2 separate regions of the Oryctolagus cuniculus genome follow, and region 2 is linked to region 1. The links are chromatin contacts, called in public Hi-C maps. All regions are on one chromosome and are shown on one strand. Each heading gives the region's core, a stretch centred on a gene start, on an enhancer-like site or on the middle of the called end of the contact. The rest is flanking DNA. Distances are from core to core; before and after follow the strand shown. Region 1 has its middle 43 kb from the start of RTN4. Region 2 holds the start of RTN4 (reticulon 4).

Region 1 (3,351 bases), core at 511-3,010:
ACCCTTCCAAGATTTTAAAACAGAATAAGCCTGGGAATAATGATAAAGCCTTTTCAAGAGGCCTCCTCACATCCTAGGCCCAAATCGACAGTCTAATAACTCCATATCCATAGCAACCATGGAAAACAGATCTCATCGCATAGCCCTGCTTGCAAGTCACTTCCTCCTGTGAGTCAATTAACTAAACCTCAGGCAGAAATATATGTTTCCTATCCCTGCTCCCATAACTCCACCTAGAATGTGGGGGACAAGCGCAGGATTGTTCCCCATCCACGTGCATGAAAGTGACTTTCCCTTCCAGAGCCACCTCCCACCCTCTGCCGGGTGTCAGAGACTCCTTCCAAGGCCCCACTCTGGAGCGTGTCTGAAGCCGTTTAAGAGGAAGGAGTCTCTATTGGGTAGTCTGGATGGAGCTCAACAAAATCAGAGCCTGATTATAGGAGCCTGGGGATGGTAAGTGTGGGTAAGAGCTATCATCCACCCCCCGCTTTCCTTTATCCAGACACATTGACCAGGAATTCACCAAAATCCACCGGAAAAATATTCTGTCCCTCACGGCCATTCATCTTCCTGCCTGCTGCCTGCCTCTCGCCCCGGTGACTGGCTCTGCCGGCGGACCCTGCAGAATGACTCAGCGTGCTGAAATCTGGCCTTGTGGGCACACACAGCTCTCAGAACAGCTTTAACCACCAGAAACAAGTGATTGCATGAGTCCCCGGGGACCTTCTCCAATGGCAATGCTGCAAAGGAAGTGAACGCAAGGGCAGTACCTTCTAATTAAATGCTATTGAAGTACAGGAAGAGTGGCCTTGGCCTTGTGAAGAGCTCAGAGGCTCTCAGAGGCTCATTTGTGGGTGAGGTTGCTTAGGACTATACCAGGCTCTCCAATTTACACACACTGGGCTGTTTCGGTGATGACGGCGATGACAACACTATTAATAAAGGTATCACGGACTGAACAGTTACTGTCTGCCAGGCACTTGGTATGCGTTGCCTCGTTTATGCCCTCATAGCAATGCTGGAAGAAAGACAGTAAAAACCTCATTTTACACATGAGGAAACTAGGGGTTACAGAGTCAAAGTCAAGTGGTGATTAAGCAAAGATTTGGGTCGAGAGAGTGGGGTTAGGGGCCCAGGATCCCAGCTGGCTTTAGAAAAGCTGCACTTTGCACGCTGGAATTGCTCCAAACCTAAGCAAGGCTAAGGAAGGAACAGGGAACCCCAAATTGACCCTGAGATCTCCACAGAGCAGCATCTTCCCAGGTCCTGGCCCTGCAGTGAACTTGGAGCCAGGCTGCCTTGGCTGTGTCTGCAGCAGCCCTCGGAGGCTCTTCCGGAAGCTGACACTGCACTTCCCTGCATCCATGCAGCCACTGGCTCCCAGCCCAGCCTTGCAGCTTGAGCCGTCTTTATAAAATCAGATTTCCAAGTAGATAAGCCCTGGAGGTTCAGCGATGGGCTTGCACTTCTACAACCGAATAAACAGGGGGCTGACGTGGCAGGGATAATTAAAATAACAGATAATCCTCAACTCTCATCTGATGATGGAATCAAAGTTCTCCCCTATTAGAATTCATCAGAGCTGTTCAGGTTTCTGGCTTCCTTATTTTCTTTTTTCTGTTCAACCCTCAAATGGAGTTTGTAGACCAAAAATAGCTAAAAGTAAAAAGAGGAAGTGACGAGGGTCTGACATTTACGAAGATGGGGAAATTGGTCTCTGAACACAGGAGAATGAACTACAGAAAGATCATGATGAGAACGTGGGTAGCCCACAGAGAGCAGATGCAGCTCCAGGGCCCAGACGAACCGCCAAGGGCTGACACTAGGAGGAAGAAGACCAGCACCTGACAGTATAGAGGAAACAAAAGACCCACCAACAAACGAGCCCTGTCCTTTCTTCTGGGGGGAGTGAAACAGTTTTGTTCAAGGCTCCCCAGGGCGGGGGCAGGTATATTCTCTCATCAGTGGGAGCTCTGCTTACCCATGGAAGAACAACCCTTGGACCCAGCACTGTGCTTAAACCCCTAGTCCAGAGCGCCTGGGACTCATGACTCAGCAGCCTGGGATGAGTCTGGAGCCAACCGTGGACTCTTCTCTGCTTCTGGGGATGTCCTTGGCTTCCCCGCACAGGCCAAAAACAGAACATCAGCTACTTCTGAGTCTGGCCCCTGAGCAGCTAAGCTGGGTTGAGAAAGAAATTTCTGTTAGGCCTATTGGCCCCAGAAATGAAATCACAGATTTCTTCTGACAAACTGTAGTTTTTCAAACACATGATTTTCTTCATACTTTATTAAGGTTTTGTTTTTAAAATGCCAAATATGCAACTGATAGAAAAATGCAGCTAGATTCTTTTTTACTAGTCAGCAGGTTGGAATTATCTGTCATTCCACAGATCTGTACTAAAACAGGCACCCTTAGAACATTTTGTGATGTCACGTTTTCATTCTGGGCCTCAGTACGTCTTTGCGCCTGATGGTATTGCTGCCATGAATCAGCTGGCAGCTCCACTCTGCAGTGTGAGAGGTGAGTCAGCAGAGGGAAAGTCTTGATTGATGTCTCCTGATGTAGGTAACTCCGAGAACCACAGGGAGCGGGGAGACCCATGCGGGCTGCATTCGCCCTCTGCAGCTTCACTGGGGGCAGCAGGTCAGGGACGGCAACAGCATGAAGAGTGGTGCCCCCGCTGCCTTTCTCTCGGCCATCCCAGGGATACCAGAGGGTACACGAGCCGAAAGGCAGCACTAAACGTGGCTTGAAGGAGGGGCTTACTTACTGTTCCCACTGCTTATGCCCACTAGCACATATAAACGGAGCATACCCTGGGATTTAGAAGCTGAGACGGTGGGGCGGGGAGGGGAGGGTTGAAAATTGCCTCCCTCAGCCTATTTGACTTTCCAAACTGTATTCCTGCCCTGAGGGTTAAACTGGGTACATTATTAGTTATCAATTGCTTTTGTAACAAATTGCCACACATTAGTGGCTTGAAATAGCACATGTTTATTGACAGTTCTGTAGGTCAGAAGTCTAACGTGGCTCTCACTAGGGCAAAATCAAGGTGTCAGGAGCTTTCTGGGAGCTCTACGGGACAATCTTTTCTACAGGACAATCTGTTCACTGCCTTTTCCTACTGCTAAAAGCTCCCGCATGCCTTGACTGCTGGTCGCTTTGCTCAATCTTCAAAGCCAGCAATGGCCACTGGAGTCCCTCTCACATTGCAACACCATGAAACTGCTCTGGCCTCCCCTTCTGTAAGCAGGATCTTGGAATTATGTTGGACCTCACTTGTATGCAGAGGCTCTCAAGATTAGCAAGTGGACATCTTTAAGGGGCCATCATTCTGCCTACCACACT
Region 2 (3,351 bases), core at 591-3,090, 43 kb before region 1:
TTTGTCAATCTAAAACATACATGCCAAAAAAAGTATTTCTAACCAATAAATGAAAATATCTCTAAGTCATTTCGCTAAGTCTCAAGATAAATCTGCCCCAAGTTCAATTAGCCATTTCTCGAGATAGAATCCACAGGTTCTCACTGTTTAAGAATGTCAACCATTTTGCCTTTTTATCTGATGCATTAAAAGGCTAAGCCCGTGCACACCAACAAGAAGCAATTCCTCCTCCTTAAAGCCTGCAGGGGGGACCCCGCAGAACCGCGCCCCCTCGGCACAAGAAGCCCAGATGCCCGCGCCCTGGCTCTGTCTCCGGTGGGAAGCTGCATTACGGTCGGGTGAGCTGGGCGGCGGCAGGACTTCGCCCGACTCCGTCCTCCCCGCTGCTCGCAGCCCCAAACCACTGGAGGCGCTCTCCCTTCACCGCAGTTGGGTCAGTGTGGACGTTTTCCATTCGGCCAGCTCCCCAGAAGCGCCCAGAGGAGAGGGAGGGGGTGAAGCCCAAGGGGGCCACCCACGCCAGGTCGGGCGGGGGCGAGGAGGATGCCCGCGGCCGAACGCAGTCACACAAGCCCGGGGCGACACTGGACCTCGCGCCTACAGCAACCCAGACGGGGAGGCAAAAGCCCCTCATAAAAAGATCAGGGCGCCCCACCCTCCCCTCGGAGCCGCAGCCGCAGCAGGCCAACGAAGCCACAACCCCAGCTCCTCCTTACACACCCAGCTCCCACCAGCGGTGGGTGCCTAACTTCCGGGACGCAGTGGAACGCCGCCGAACGAACGGAGGCCAGAACGTGGGCGCGGGGTGCGGTGCACGTGTTCCCCGAAAGCCAGACAATAAAGAACCCGCCCGGGCGTCTGCGGCCGCCCCACCCTTCTCCCCCGCGCCTCCCACCAGGGGGGGCGCCATCGCCCCGACGTTGGCAGACAAAGCCCCCTCCGGGTGGGGAGAAGGCCCAGCCAGAGGCAGCGGGGAATGCACACAAAAGAGGGAGGGGCGCGCGGCGGGAGGGCGCGGCACTCACCCACGGAGCCCGAGGAGCCCCTGCGCTTGGGCGCGGCCGGGGTGGAGGGGGGCGCGGTGGGGGCCGGGGCGGGCGGGGTCCACGCGGGCTCGGCCTGGGGGCTCACGTCGGCCGGGGGAGGCGGGGGCGGCCGCGCCGGAGGCTCGTCGTCCTCGGGGAGCTTGGAGGGCGAGACTGCGGCAGCGGCCGGCGGCGACGGCGCAGGCACGGACGACGCCGGGCTCGGGTCCCAAAGCGGCTGCCGCTCCGAGGCGGCTGGGGGCGCGGCCGGCAGGGGTCCCCGGGGCGCCGGGGGCACGAAGTCATTCCCGAAGTCCAGCAGGGGCGCGCCGGCGGGAGCGGTGGGAGCGGTGGGCACCGGCGCCGCGGACAGCCCGGCGGCGGGCTTCCTCTCTAGCACCTCCAGCTCCTCCAGGTCTTCGTCCTCGTCCTCCTCTTCCTCCTCGTCCTCCTCCTCCTCGTCCTCCGGCTCCCTCACGAACTGGTACTTGAAGGCGGGTGGAGGCCGGGGCGGGCTGTCCGCAGACGAGGAGACCAGCGGCGACTGGTCCAGGTCTTCCATGGTTGGCGGGCCGGAGATGCTGCTGCAGCTGCTGCCGCCGCCGGGGCCGCTTCTCCTCAGAGCCGCGGGCGGTTGTGGGGGTTGGGGAAGACTGAGAGGGGCCGAGCCCACGGAGCCGAGGGACCTGCAGTGGCGACGGCTCCCGGAACAATGAGACTGCTCCTCCTGCCTCCGCGCCCGTGATGCGCCACCCGCCCGTCCCCCCGTTGCCGCCGCCGCCGCCCAGACGAGCGAAGGAGAGAGGCCAGCAGACTCTCCGCCCAGTTTGGCGTGACTCACCCTCCTCCTCGGCGGGGAGGGTAGGGACTGGCGCGGGAGGGAAAGCGCCAATAGGCTGCGGGATAGAGAAGATGGGCAGCCGGCCGGCCCGATGGAAAGGGAGAGAGCTGAGAGTGGGTGGGGCTCCGTGCACTTCCTCTTTCTTACCGGCTGGGGTTGAGTTCGGTGGGCGGGGCTTGGAGATGGGCACTCCGCCCTCCACGTTGGGTAGATGTGGATTGGGGTGGGGGGCTTGGCCTTGCCCGCAACTGGAGGTCGGTCTGTTAGAGCACTGCTAAAGGGACGGGCCGCTGGCTGGGAGGGGTCAAAGCGGTTCCTGGCGCGCCACCGGAAGGGCGTTATCCTGGGGGACTAGGGGTGGAAACTTTCCTCCCCGGAAAGGAAAAAAACCAAAGTGGAGAAAGGTACAAAGAGGCCTGGGATGTTGGCCCTACGGATTTTAAAAGATTCTGAAATGAAAGATTGTATGTTTCCAAACTTAAATTCCCCATCACACATCACGACTACCACCACCACCCTGAAAGGAAAACAAAGACCGCTCTAGGCTCACTCCCAGTCTAAATGCAGACCCTAAAATGAGGAGGGCAAGGCAGAGCTGTGCTAGATCATGTGGCTGTCTGGGGCTGAAAGTCAGCTGTTCTTCCAAAGAGGATTTGGGGCTCTCCTGCTGCTGGACTCTACATGGTAGGAGAATGAGTCATCCAAAATGAGAGAGGGAGGGAGGGCAGAGAGGAAAATGGAAAGAGAAAGACGCCTTGGAAGGCAATTTTGGTTCACATTACAGTTCAATCACCTTGGGCTCGGTGAGTCAACACTTCAGATGATTCAGGCTTTCTGGGAGCCAGGAAACTGGTGCTTCTTGGTTTAAGATACAGTAATAAGCATGTTCCCCATTTCACTTTTCCCAGAACAACAGTTTAAAGTAAATGGTTGCACTGCATCTAAGAATCAGCATCTCTGCAGAGGTTCTGGAATGCCTTTTCTTTTCCTGATCACCTGTCCAAACCAGCGGCCACAGGCCTACTCTGGAGAGGGGGATACCTGCTTTTCAAGTTGTTCACAGTCTAAACCTTCCCTATCCAATGTTTAGTAACCAGCTCCTTGTGGCTAGTGAGCACTCCAAATGCCTGAAATGAGATGCATAAATGTAAAACACACACTGGATTTCAGGAGTTAGTACCAGTGCCTGGCATTGTGGTGCAGCTGTCAGTCCCTACTTGAAACTTGCATGTGCTGTATCAGAATGCCTGGTTCATCCCAGCTCTGCCTCCTATCCAGCTTCCTGCTAATGCACACACACCTGGGAGGCAGCAGGTGAGGGCTTAAGTACTTGGGTCCCTGAGTTCCTGGTCTCAGCTGGGCCTGGCCCTGACGGTTGCAGGCATTAGAGGAGTGAATAAGCAGATGGGGGTACTGTCTTATATGTGCACTCTCTCTGTCCTTCCCCCTATTTCTCTCTCCCTGCCAGATAAAAATTTCAAAAAA

What was found. A called contact is a pair of places that touch in the nucleus more often than the background predicts.
Region 2: a contact with region 1 is called in a Hi-C map of an unstated tissue, with 1.8 times the contacts expected there. The contact joins the promoter of RTN4 here to the enhancer-like site in region 1. A contact is called at or near these places in 3 of 6 Hi-C or Micro-C datasets (ear pinna, skin fibroblasts and an unstated tissue).

The regions. Positions count from the first base shown.
Region 1 is chr2:147,480,285-147,483,635 of mOryCun1.1, reverse strand. No RefSeq gene overlaps it. Among named protein-coding and RNA genes, the nearest start is that of RTN4, 43 kb to the left of the region's middle. Within about 2 kb of position 1,760, at least 1 of the 8 cell types and tissues checked has an H3K27ac peak or open chromatin away from gene starts, as enhancers often do.
Region 2 is chr2:147,523,161-147,526,511 of mOryCun1.1, reverse strand. RTN4 (reticulon 4) reads right to left here and starts at 1,840. Exons shown (of 9, transcript XM_070069112.1): 1 at 1,026-1,840. The coding sequence starts at 1,587.